4 separate regions of the Mus musculus genome follow, and regions 1, 2 and 4 are each linked to region 3. Evidence: chromatin contacts called from public Hi-C and promoter capture Hi-C data. All regions are on one chromosome and are shown on one strand. The core of a region is the stretch at or near the end of the contact, and the rest is flanking DNA. Distances in the headings are between cores, read along the strand shown.

The links. Promoter capture Hi-C pulls out the DNA fragments that hold promoters and counts their contacts. Hi-C and Micro-C count contacts between places; a contact is called where the count stands out from the background.
Region 1: a contact with region 3 is called in a promoter capture Hi-C map of embryonic stem cells, with 3 times the contacts expected there. The contact joins the promoter of Prpf40b here to the promoter of C330013E15Rik in region 3. A contact is called at or near these places in 2 of 39 promoter capture datasets (embryonic stem cells and liver).
Region 2: a contact with region 3 is called in a Hi-C map of B cells, with 6 read pairs. The contact joins the promoter of Prr13 here to the promoter of C330013E15Rik in region 3. A contact is called at or near these places in 1 of 39 promoter capture datasets (cranial neural crest) and 1 of 484 Hi-C or Micro-C datasets (B cells).
Region 4: a promoter capture Hi-C map of neural stem cells shows a contact between it and region 3. The contact joins the promoter of Bcdin3d here to the promoter of C330013E15Rik in region 3. A contact is called at or near these places in 1 of 39 promoter capture datasets (neural stem cells) and 1 of 115 datasets of contacts at active chromatin or transcription factors (embryonic stem cells).

Annotation. Positions count from the first base shown.
Region 1 is chr15:99,293,864-99,296,563 of GRCm38.p6, forward strand. It overlaps Prpf40b (pre-mRNA processing factor 40B), which reads left to right and starts at 1,375. Exons shown (of 26, transcript NM_001370635.1): 1 at 1,375-1,565. It also overlaps a transcript of Fam186b not described here.
Region 2 is chr15:102,457,724-102,460,453 of GRCm38.p6, forward strand. It overlaps Prr13 (proline rich 13), which reads left to right and starts at 1,447. Exons shown (of 4, transcript NM_001170911.1): 1 at 1,447-1,532; 2 at 2,385-2,423; 3 at 2,647-2,730. The coding sequence starts at 2,405.
Region 3 is chr15:100,613,606-100,616,672 of GRCm38.p6, forward strand. C330013E15Rik (RIKEN cDNA C330013E15 gene) reads right to left here and starts at 1,505. Exons shown (of 2, transcript NR_045701.1): 1 at 1,179-1,505; 2 at 535-1,085. It overlaps Dazap2 (DAZ associated protein 2), which reads left to right and starts at 2,057. Exons shown (of 4, transcript NM_011873.2): 1 at 2,057-2,119. The coding sequence starts at 2,107.
Region 4 is chr15:99,473,167-99,476,150 of GRCm38.p6, forward strand. Bcdin3d (BCDIN3 domain containing) reads right to left here and starts at 1,564. Exons shown (of 2, transcript NM_029236.2): 1 at 1,290-1,564. The coding sequence starts at 1,526.

The DNA.
Region 1 (2,700 bases), core at 125-2,624, 1.3 Mb before region 3:
TTTCCCTGTGTATTCCTGGCTGTCCTCGAACTTGCTGTATAGACCAAGTTGGCCTCGAACTCAGAGATTTGCCTGCTTCTGCTTTCCAAATGCTCGATTAAAGGGGTACACCCACTACCACCTGACATACATTAGATTTAAAGTGCATCATGGATTTGTTATTTGAGATCACTTCAAGAAAGACAAATTAGATCTCAGGGGAAAGGGTTTCTTCCCCTCATGTCCGGCTTTTCATGACGTCCTGGGACATCATTTTAAAGATCAGGTCTCTCACTAGTCAGAAAACACAATGTAGGCTAGTTCGGCTAGCCGCTGAGCCCCAGGGATCTGTCTGCCTCTACAACTCAGTGCTGGCTTGAAGAATGAATATAAGAACTTTTAATACAACTATTGATAAAGCCAAATTGTCTATAGACATAAAGAGGTGTTTTCCTGAGTCAGGTTCAGAAACCTACAGAAGGAAACAGGCAACGTCTTGGTCTTTACCCCGGCTTTGGAGGGGTAAAGAGGTGCAATGCCTCCAACCAGGGCCAGCTGTACTAGCCCAAGAACTTGAGCATGCATGCCCATTAAGTAGCTTCGAGTTCCCTTATCTACATAACTGAACGTTTATCTCTCACTGTAGATGTTACAGAGGCAGATTCTGAAAGTAACCCAGCGCTAAGCGAGAGGCACGTACGCACTCATTTAGGGGATTTGTCGGCTTTGCCCGACACATACGGCTGCTGGCACAGGAGTTTAATTAATAGTTCTTGAATTAAGAAATTAAAACTAAAGCCGGGCGTGGTAGCGCACGCCTTTAATCCCAGCACTCGGGAGGCAGAGGCAGGCGGATTTCTGAGTTCGAGGCCAGCCTGGTGAGTTCCAGGACAGCCAGGGCTACACAGAGAAACCATGTCTCGAAAAAAACCAACAACAACAAAAAATTAAAACTAAAGAAAATACGCAGGGAAAAGAGCCGCTCTGTGAACCGCTGTAGTGCCCTCTGCGCGGGAGAAATTAATGGCTCGGTCCGGTCTGGGTGGTGGCCGCGGAGTCGCGGGCAAGAAGGGGGCTGTGAGCCGGGAGAGCCACGCCGCCCTGCGCAGCCAGCGCGCGGTCAGTCCCAGGCCCGCCCAGGCGCGCTCCGCCCCCGGGGGTGGGCCCAGGCGCGCCCCGCCCCAGGGGGCGGTCCCAGGATTCTGCGCACGTGGGGGCGGGGCCTGGCGCTCCGGGCCGGGGGCGGAGCCGGGCCGGGCACACCGGGCCGGTTGGGGGCTCCGCTCCTCGGCGAGAGCAACCGGAGCCCCGGCCACGAAGGGGTGCGACCCCCCCACTGGCCCCGCCCTCCCGGCCGAAGCCCGGCCAATCAGAGCTGTTTTTACTGGCGAGTGGGCCGAGCCGGCCCAGCTGCTCTGAGGCTCTGGCATGGTAACGTCCCCGCGCGGGGGTGGAGAGGCCCGGGGCTGTCTCACAGCGCCCCCTGCGGCCCGGGCTCGAGCCGGGGAGGCGGGAGGGCCGCCGGGGCACCCGGGACCCTGAGGGAGGGCGAGGGGACCGAGGGGTGAGGAAAAGAAGCCCTGTAGGTAGGTGGGGGCGGGGAGTGAGGGTAGAAGGGGCGGGGAGGCCATTATGGTGCATGGCGGGGGGCGGGGGGGCGGGTGCGACCGGGGGCTGAGGGGACGGAGAGCCTAGGCGCTGTGTGAGGAGGAGGAAGGGATGAAGTGAACGGTGGGTCTGTGGAGAAAGGTCGGGGGCGAAGGGAGGGCAGGCGATGGAAACCAGTTGCCAATCCTAGGCTATTTGGCGTGGCCCGTGCCCCTCCCCCAGACCCAGGCTTGTGCCTTTTGGAAGCCCCAGGTGCCCCTTTGGACCTTAGGGGACACCCTTCCTTACCCATCCGTTCTCAAAACCTGTCTCCCGAGGTTAGGAGGGACTTCTGAGGAAAGAGATGCTCCTGGTTTCCACCTCAGAACCGGAGTAGTCCAAGAAACGGAGGAGCAGAGGCCCCTGGGTCCCAACCCTGGCTCTGCCTTCAGACAGACTGTGGTAACTCTGTGTGACCTTGGGCAAGTCACTACCTTTCTCTGGGCCTTGAATTTCCCATTGACTTTTAAAAAGGAAAATGGGCAGTATGATAAACGGACTCTCCATCCGTTGCAGAAGGGGGCGGGATTTGAGGAGGGAATTCAGGCGAAGGGGTTCTAGGATGCGTCAAGCAGGAGGATGTTGGAGTGGAGACCTTCAGCTTGACTGGGGAAAATTTCTCGGGATTTACGGATAAGAGATTTAAAGCTTGCAAGGCTGGGTCCTGGCAGGCCTGGGCCTTGGGAATCCCGTTGGAGAAATGGGAGAACTCTATAAATAGAGGAAGTTGAACCCTGGAAGTTCAAAAACGATGAGAACCAGAAGTAACAACATTCTGTTTCTTCGGGAGAGTGAAGAGGTGATGGAGGATCAGAAGCAAAATGTTGTATTCTAGAAAGATCTCTAGGCTCTTTGTGGGGAGCAGAAGAAATGCTAGGGCTTACACACCAGAGTAGAGGCTAGGAAGTAGGTGGGGGAGGGGCTGGACCTATTTGGGCTCTGCAGGTCAGTGGAGACAACAGGGTGCTAGAGCTCAGCTGTTCTTTGCAGCGCTCTGCATTGAACCTAGGGCCTTGTTAATGCCGGCAAGAACTGTAGTGCTGAACTACTCTGCCAACCCCGTTTCTTTTTGAT
Region 2 (2,730 bases), core at 197-2,696, 1.8 Mb after region 3:
TGGTCTACAGAGTGAGTTCCAGGACAGCCAGGGCTATACAGAGAATACCCTGTCTTGGAAAAAAAATAAAAAAAAATAAAATAAAATAAAATAAAATAAAATAAAATAAAAGTGTAGAGGGTGGGGAGAGGAATGTAGACAGCTAAGGTCCAGGCCTTGTGTGGCTTGTGGGAAAGTCCTTGATTTATTCATCATTTTATCTATGAACAGGGTCTCATGTAGCGCAGGATGACCTAAAACTCTCTGTGTTGCCAAGGGTGACCTTGAACTCAGGATCCTGTAAGCCCTATCTGCAAAGTGCTGGGGTTAGCTGGGCTTGGTGGCCCACACCTTTAACCCTAGCACTCGGGAGGCAGAGGCAGGTGGATTTCTGAGTTCGAGGCCAGCCTGGTCTACAAAGTGAGTTCCAGGACAGCCAGGGCTATACAGAGAAACTCTGTCTCGAAAAACCAAAAAAAAAAAATTCTGAGAGTTGTGGCTTGCTTTTGTTTTTCTAGCACCCGAGAGAGAGAGAGAGAGAGAGAGAGAGAGAGAGAGAGAGAGATATGGGATGACTGCTTTTCATCCAAAGTCAACCCAAGTCATACTGGTAGATTGTCTCAAAAACATCAAAACCAAAAATGAATTCACTTAGTTACCCAGAACAATGACATGAAACTATAACTGCACCATCTGCTGAACACATTGAAACCCTGTCTCTTATCTTTCTACAAAAAAAGAACCACAGGCTGTGGTTCTAGCAGCTGGCAACATTGAAGCCCAGGGCTGGGACTCAGCAGAACTTCCTCCTTTTGTTCTCTGAGGCCTTTTTTTGTTTGTTTGTTTTTGTTGTTATTTTCCGAGTCAGAGACAGGGCTGGTCTGTGTGGCTCTGGCTGTCTTGGAACTCACTATGCAGACCATGCTGGTTTCAAACTCAGAGATTCACCTGCCTCTGCCTCCTGAGTTCAGGGACTAAAGGTGTTGTGCCATCATGACAGAGCTCTCTCTGAGGTTTTATGTAGGGTTCCCTAAGAAGCTAATATTGTCTTTAAATTCTGATTCTCTTCCTCCATTTCCAAAATGCTAGGTTACAGACAAGTCTACCCATCAAGCAGGCACTTGGTGCACATACACTGAGGCAAAACACTCATACACATTAAAAAAAAAAATCTTAAAATTTAAGCAAAACAACAACAAAAAAAAACAGTGAGAGTTTATCTCGTTGGCTCAGGTCCTTGCTTGGAGCTGACCCCGCCTCGGTCCCGCCCTAAGGAGCATTTCCGCTGCGTCTCCGTATTTCACCTGTATGTATTTCACAACGCAATGTTTTCTCCCTAAGGCTCCGCCTGGCGGCCAGCGCAACGGTTTCCTCCTTGTTTAGTTGGACCACAGCGATTGACAAGTCAGTTCTCCAATCATCGTGTCAAAGTGATCACATAATTATTAACTAGGTCACAGGGGCGGTGCGGAAGTATAGAATGAATAGGAGTGACCAGGAAGTGCGAACCCAGACTGAGAAGGAGGACAGGAGCGGGCTGGCGATCTGGGAAGGTGACAGGGCATCTGGCCTCCCAAATTCCATCTCTCCTCTTAGCTGGGCCAGGGATCCATTTATTCCTGAGAACTAAGAACTCCATTTGCTCTTTGGGGGTTGTGTGTGTGTTCTAAGAGTTTTGGGACCTGGAGTGTCTTTCTTGATATTCAGGATGGGATTATTTGTTTGTTTATTTATTTATTTTTATTTATTTGTTTATTTTAGCTTCACTTCAGGGGTGCCCCCGGGGCGAGCAGGGAGTTTAGGTCCCATCTCACACTACGGATGCTTAAAGGCCTCCGGTCCCTTTCCAGGGAGAGGGAAATGAGACTTCTCCATCCAGGTGAGATAGTGAAAGTGGGAGGGGCCCTGGGAAGAGAGTTCCTGTGATTTAAATCCTGGGCTAGAGTAGGCTATGAGGATGCGGGAAAGAAAAAGGGAACTTTTTTTTTTGTTTTGTTTTTGTTTGTTTGTTTGTTTTTGTTATTTCGAGACAGGGTTTCTCTGTATAGCTCCAGCTGTCCTGGAACTTACTTTGTAGACCAGGCTGGCCTCATTCGCCTGCCTCTGCCTCCCAAGTGCTGGTATTAAAGGTGTGCACCCCCACGCCCAGCAGGGAACTTTTTTTCATTTCCTTTTGTTTTGGGTTTGACACAGGGTAGCTCTAGCTGTCCTGTAACTCTTTTTCGACCAGGCTGGTCTGGAACTCAGAGATCCACCTGCCTCTGTTTCCAGAGTGCAGCCCATTTTTAAGTGGAGGTTTATCTGTGAGAGTCTTGGTAGGGTGGAGGCTGTAGGGTGGGGCTCGGGTTCTCGAAAATCCTCCTCCCTTCCTGGAACCTTCAGACTTTGCCTGGTTTACTTCCTAGGCTTGAGCTAACATCTCGACATGTGGAATCCTAATGCTGGTAAGTTCCTGGGGGCTCTCCTCTGACCTGCCCCAGCCCATTTTGCAATGAAACAGGAAGTTTCTATCTATCCCCGCAGCCCCAAGCAAAAGCAAAGCCACCGGACCACTGCTAGTTACCAAGTTCTGCCTTTCCATAAGGCTTAAGAACGGTAGTGATTTGTATTATGTGTTGATAGAGGTTCCGGACAGTTCTAATCTTTATTCTCGGATTCTTCTTCCAGGACCGAATCCATATCCACCCCAAGTTGTGTGCCCAGGAGGTTCCAATCCTGCCTGTCCACCACCTCTCAATCCTGCCTTTCCCC
Region 3 (3,067 bases), core at 255-2,754:
TTTCTAGGCTGTTAGTTTCAAAATGGTGGAAGACTCTGCCCGCCTCGTCGCAGTTGTTTCTCTAGCACCTAAGATGGGGCCTGACACAGTGGGCATTCATTAAGTAGTTGCTACATTCCTGTAAGAAAGCGTGTTTGCTAAGTGAACAAACACCGATGCGCCCTGCTGTCCGGGACTGGAGCCAGCTGCTACTTAGCTCCACCTGGTGGAAACAGCAGCGGCCTGCAGCTCCCCATTTCCCGCGGGGTGCTCCTGCATCCCCAGGCCTTGGGTTCAGGATATTAAGCAAAGTATCAGGCACCTAGCATAGGAGCGATCGACCAAGCCGAGAGCAGCTATCACGTTCAGGAGTCAGCCCTAGGAGGGCCTGGATATTGAATTAACCTTTTCTTCATAAGACAGTGGTCCTTGGAATGGTTACCCCATAGCAGCATCTGACTTTTTAAATTTATGTTGTTGCTACTATTGTTTTTATTTCATATGTCTATGGATACTTTGCTTTAGTCAAGGAAATGTAAATACCACAGTCTTTATGATACTGATTTAATCCAAATCAAATTAATATAAATACTTAATGGGAACTTAAAAAATACCCAAGAGAGTTCCCTAACATCCTTTAGTTAGCGCAGCCTAGTTAGGGGATGCTCTGTGTGCTGACAGGAAACCAAAATGGAAATACTGACCCGGAACCTGGGAGGCCGAACACAAAACTCAAGTCTGTAACCTGTCCTTTAGATCAGTTTTTCTTTTCTTCTCGAATGTTTATTTTTATATGTGTGTCGGCGTGAACCCATGACACTCATGCGCAGGTCCCCAGGCTGAACTAGATCAGCCTCTCAGGCTGCTGTGCTTGCCGACTGGACGAAACTGCATTTACAGGACGCCACGCAAACTGTTAAATAGACACCTGACACACAAGCAAGGCCTTCGGTGTCGGACGAATCAGGAGTCCGTTCACCAAGGACCTCTCCCTCCAAAGCCTGCCCATCTACTTGACCACGCACAACACGAACTTCTGCAGACAGCTGCGGCGGTCGGTTCCTCTGTGCATCTATGAGAGCGCGTTCGGTTGCTCAGCAGATATTCTGGAACGAGGAAACGGGAAAAAATGTGATCACTGTCCTAAGAGACGTCGTCGCTACTCTTCTGGACAACTGAGCGCGGGCTAAACCACTCACAACATCTGTAGGGAGTTTTCAGGTCCCCGTAGGACGTGCCAGGCCAGGGTGCAGGTGCTGGCTGCGTCCCCTCAGCTTGTGCTGGGGCACGGTCTATCTCAGGACAGGGGGCGGGGCGCGGGGACACGGTCCATCTCCGAGCACGAAGCCAGGCGCTGGGCCCTCAACAAGAGGCCTGGAAGGACCAGAACGGCGGACAGGCTAAGGTCTGAGGTCTGGGCTGCGTCTCGCAGGCACTGTGGAGTCGTGACAGCCTGTGTTCACACCTGAATTTGGTGAGCAGAGGCGACTCACAGTGAGGAAGTCGCCCTGAGATGAGCTGACTCCGCTTTCTTTAGGGCGGGGCCGCGCAGAAAGGAGGAGCGCGCGGTGAGGGAGGGGTCGCGCAGGGAGGGCGGGGCCGCGCAGAAAGGAGGAGCCCGCGGTGAAGGCGGAGCGTTCAGGGAGGCGGGGCTAGCGGTGCGGTGAGGGCGGGGCCGCGCGGGAAGGAGTGGCTCGTGATAAGGGCGGGGCGCACGGTGAGAGCAAGGACCGCGGTGAGGGCGGGGCCGCGCAGAGAGAGCAAGGAACGCGGGGAGAGCGAGGAGGGCGGGGCCTCGCAGGGAGGGCGGGGCAATTAGTGAGGGCAAAGCGCGCGGTGAGGGCGAAGCCGCGCAGGGAGGGGCGGGGCCGAGCCCAGAGGAGGCGCGCGCCGTGAGGGCAGAGCGCGCGGGGAGGGCGGGGCTTCCGAGCAGAGCAGGGCCGCGAGCGCCCTCCTTGCCGCGACTGGCCGGCCTGCGAGGGGGCGGGGTTTCCGGCGGCGGCGCACTCGGGCATCTCCTGACGCAGAGTGGACGAACGTCACGTGACACGGAAGTGACTCCGAACAGGAAGAGGACGAGAAAAATAACCGTCCGCGACGCCGAGTGGGAGCGGACTCAGAGCCACCATGAACAGCAAAGGCAAGGCCGGGAAGTGGCGGGGGCCGTCGGGGAAGCGGGCGGGTTCGGGTCGAGCGGGCTGGGGGACGTCGGGCCTGGGGCGGTCTGTGCGGCTCTCTTCAGCGGGCCGCACAGCGCGGCCGCACCTGACGTGGCCGCCCCCCTCCACCCCCACAACGCAGCCGCTCGGCCCTCTGGGCCCCGACCCCATAAACCGTGTGGCGCAGTTTGGAGCCGCGGGCTCCTGTGTGTGGGGTGGGGGGGCTTTTCCGTGACGGACAGCGGCTGGAGCGAATGGCGAGCTAGAGCAGGGATTTGGGGAAGCCAATGGAGGGCGGGCGGAGGCGGGGCGCCGCGCCTCGGAACAACAGGCCTCGGCCGAGCTTAACTGCTGAGGTGCCGGCTCCGCTGCACGGCCCAGGCCCTCGAGGACCCGTTCTCGCCCGCCGGGGACTTCTGGCGCTTCCTCCTCGGGGCCCGGACTCGTAGCCGCCCCTGTGCGTTGCTAATGTTTGTGAGAACATGGTCGCGTTCCCCACCCCTCCACCCGCCGCCCTTCTCACGGTTAACTTCCAGTCACTCACTCTTTGGAGGTCGACCTTGACTAGGAACCCGTGAGGTAAACACTGAGAACCGTGGGTCCCACAGAGTCAGGACTGGTTACAGCACAGCCCGGGGGAGATCACCCAGAGGAGTCCCCTAAGACACCAGCAGTCCGGAGACCCCGGAACGGGTCCTCAGACCTGCCCTCTATTCGAAAGGGAACATGGCCAAGTTAGCCTCCATCAATCAGTATGCTAGTGGGAACGGCGCCTTCTGCCCAGTCAGAAGCCAGCACCTTCGGGCGCGAGGGTGCCGAGACCATCCTTATTTTCCTGGCTCTAAGAAATAAGGCAGCCTTATTTGCAGCTCTTCTGCTTGCTCCCCACCCTGTGCACCCTGGCCCGTCTAGTAGCTCTGCTTACAAAC
Region 4 (2,984 bases), core at 314-2,813, 1.1 Mb before region 3:
AACTGCACAGTCACACTAACTTTGTTCAAAGTCACAGTTGAAGGCACAAGGACCCACACCACGCCACTAAATTTCCTCCTACCCTGATTTGCTTCCCTCCTATCGGACTCTGTTTTTGAGGCCGGCATGGTCTCCATATTGAGGGCAGAGAGAACTTGTGTAAAACAAAAATGAGTGGATAAATGCGTAAATAAATAAATGTTCAAAAGTAAACTTGAGAACAACTGCCTTAGTCAATTGCAACCGTGTCCTTTCTACTGTGGCTCTGTATATACTGTTTACAATTTTAAAATCTTTTTTTTAAAAATGTTTTTCTTTTCTGTTTTTCTGCTGGTTTCCTATACCACGGTGACACGTTTACAGGGACACACACCCAGCTGGTTACTGTAGTCTATAACCAAAAGCTCTCCTCAACTGAGACCCTCAAAGGTCTTCACCACCCACCAATGTCTCTTTTTTGTCGTTTTTGGAAACATGGTCTTAGTAGCCTAGGCTAGCTTCAGACTTGTGGGAATGCTTGTCTTCTGAGAGCTAGAATTACACGTGGGCAAAAGGTCTATCCCTGGACTCTGGTGATGGAATGTGGAGCGAATGGCGGAGGGTCCTAACCATTTGTAATGTTGGATAAAACTGCCCGCTTCACTGGGACATCCACTAACTAGCTACAAATAGGCGAGACTGTTATTTCCTTATTTTTGCTGCGGTTTGACTCTAATCATTACATGTCTGAAAACACTCTGCGGTGGGAAAGGTGGTTAAGGCTTCCTCCTCTGGCCGGATGATCTATTTTCTTTCTTGATCCCTCTCTACTGTTCACCGTTGTACTCTGTTAGCACAAGTAAATAAGGATCTGGCTCCAGGTCTGTCTTGCACTGTATATCTACAGCCTTAAGTTTCAGCCGTGATTACGTCACCCTGGCTCTTATCTTTTAGGAATCAGGATTCCCAGATTTTTTGGGGGGGGGAAGGGAAGGGGATCCCCGTTCCCCAGCCAAGAAGACCAGCAAAGCAAGAGAGGAGGCAAACGCCGGAAGTCCAGATCAGACGGTCCTCCTCCCCAGCGGTCTGGCGGGAATTTTTGGAATGAGTTGTGGATTGCTCAAAATTCCTCACTCGGCCGTGGGGCCCCAAAGGGAGGGCTGGGACGTGCACGTGTCTGTCAAGGCTATACTTTAAAAGCCCACTCTGGGCTTTGAGTTTTGATGCCACGCCCAGGCCAGCACCACGGAGGACGCGGAGGCTGACCATCGCTGGGCTCCCGGCGCTCCGATCCCTGCCGCGTCACTCACCCCGGAGTTACACCCCACGTCGAGCCCTAGGATCGGCCTCTTCTCGGGACCCTCGGGAGGGAAGAGCTGCCGAAGAAGCTCCGGGGGCAGAAGGCGGAGCCTTTGCTCGGGAGGGTGGAAGCGGGAATAATGAGGGAAATTTCCGAACGGGGCGGCCCCGGGTTCCAGAGCCCCCGGATGCTCTTCCTCCACAGCCTCTCCAACGCCCCCTCTTGACAATGTCCCGTCTGCGGCCATCACGCTCTGTCCCTCGGTTGGGGCGGAACCGGAAGTCTGGAGCCCGCGGAGGGAGGGGGCGAGCGCAGCGCCAGCGCGCATGCGCCTAGGGTAGAGGTCTGAAAGAAGGTGAGTTTAGGTAGGTGAGAAGACCCCAGTGCCTAGTCGGGGCTTTCGGTATCCTATTGGAGGCCGTGATCGTCCCCTCTTACTTAACGGACTTGCCCAACTTGAGTTGAACCTTGGGCCACTGACCAAAGCAAGGAGTTTGTGGGGGTCTTGAAAGTGAAGTTGGTCCAAGTTTCTTTCTTTTCAGATACACAAAGTGAGCTGTAAGGAAGGGGGATTCCTTGTCTGGGGAGTATGTGTGTGTGTGGGGCCTGTGACGGGGTCACACAACAATGCACTGACACAGGAACTTGAGCCTGGTTTAGAAAACGTAGCTGGAAGCTCTAGAACACTTAAGGTGCCACAAGGGGACCGACAGACATAGTAACTATAGACTTCATTCCAGAGGATGGAGTTGCTACATTGATACTTTTCAGCTGTGAACCTCCTATATTTATCATAAATCCTGGCGCACGGTTGTTCAGTAAATACTTGTTGAATGAAAACTGTACAAGATGCAAGTGACTAAGCCGTATCTGTTTGGGGGAAGAAAGAAAATGGGAGAACAGAGTTAAATTGAAAGAGATGTGTTGAGATAAACTTAAGACCAAAAGTGGGCCGAACTCTGTAAAAATGGTTCAATCAGGAAATGCTTGCTGGGTAAGCTCGTGGACCTGAGTTCGGATCCCAAACACCCACATAAAAAGCAGGGTGTAATGGTGTATGCCTGTAATCCCAGACTAGCAGATCTCTGAAGTTTGCCGGCTAGCCAGCCTAGCTGCGTTGGTGTGTGCTCCAGGCCCACTGAGAGATTCTGTCTCAAAAGATAAGGTGGGAAATGATCGAAGAAGATGCCTGCCATCCGCCTCTGGACTCTACACACGTGTACACACGCTAGGAAATAGTAATACTTTAAAAGCTTTTTAAATGTGGTCTGGGGTGGGGAAAGCTGGTGAGGAGAGAGACTGAGGAGTCAGCCTCCCTTAGTCTCTGTTCTATTGCTGTGGAGAGACAGGTAACCATGGCAACTCATTAAAAAAATAATTGGAGGCTTGCTACAGTTTCAGAGGTTTAGTCCATTATCATCATGGTGGGAAGCAGTAGCTGAGAGCTAGACCCTGATCCATAGGCAAAAAGAGAGTCCAGGCTTAGCCTGGGCTTCTGAAACCTCAAAACCCACCTCAGGTGACAAACTTCCTCCTACAAGGCCACACCTCCTAATCCTTTCAAAGAGTCCCACCCTCTGGTGACTATTCAGACATATGAGCCTATGGGGGCCATTTTTATTCAAACCACCACATGGCCTAAGCAGTAAGTTCGGTTTAGAGGTAAGGAGAGCCCAGCCTGTTAGAATCAACCCATGGCACTGTG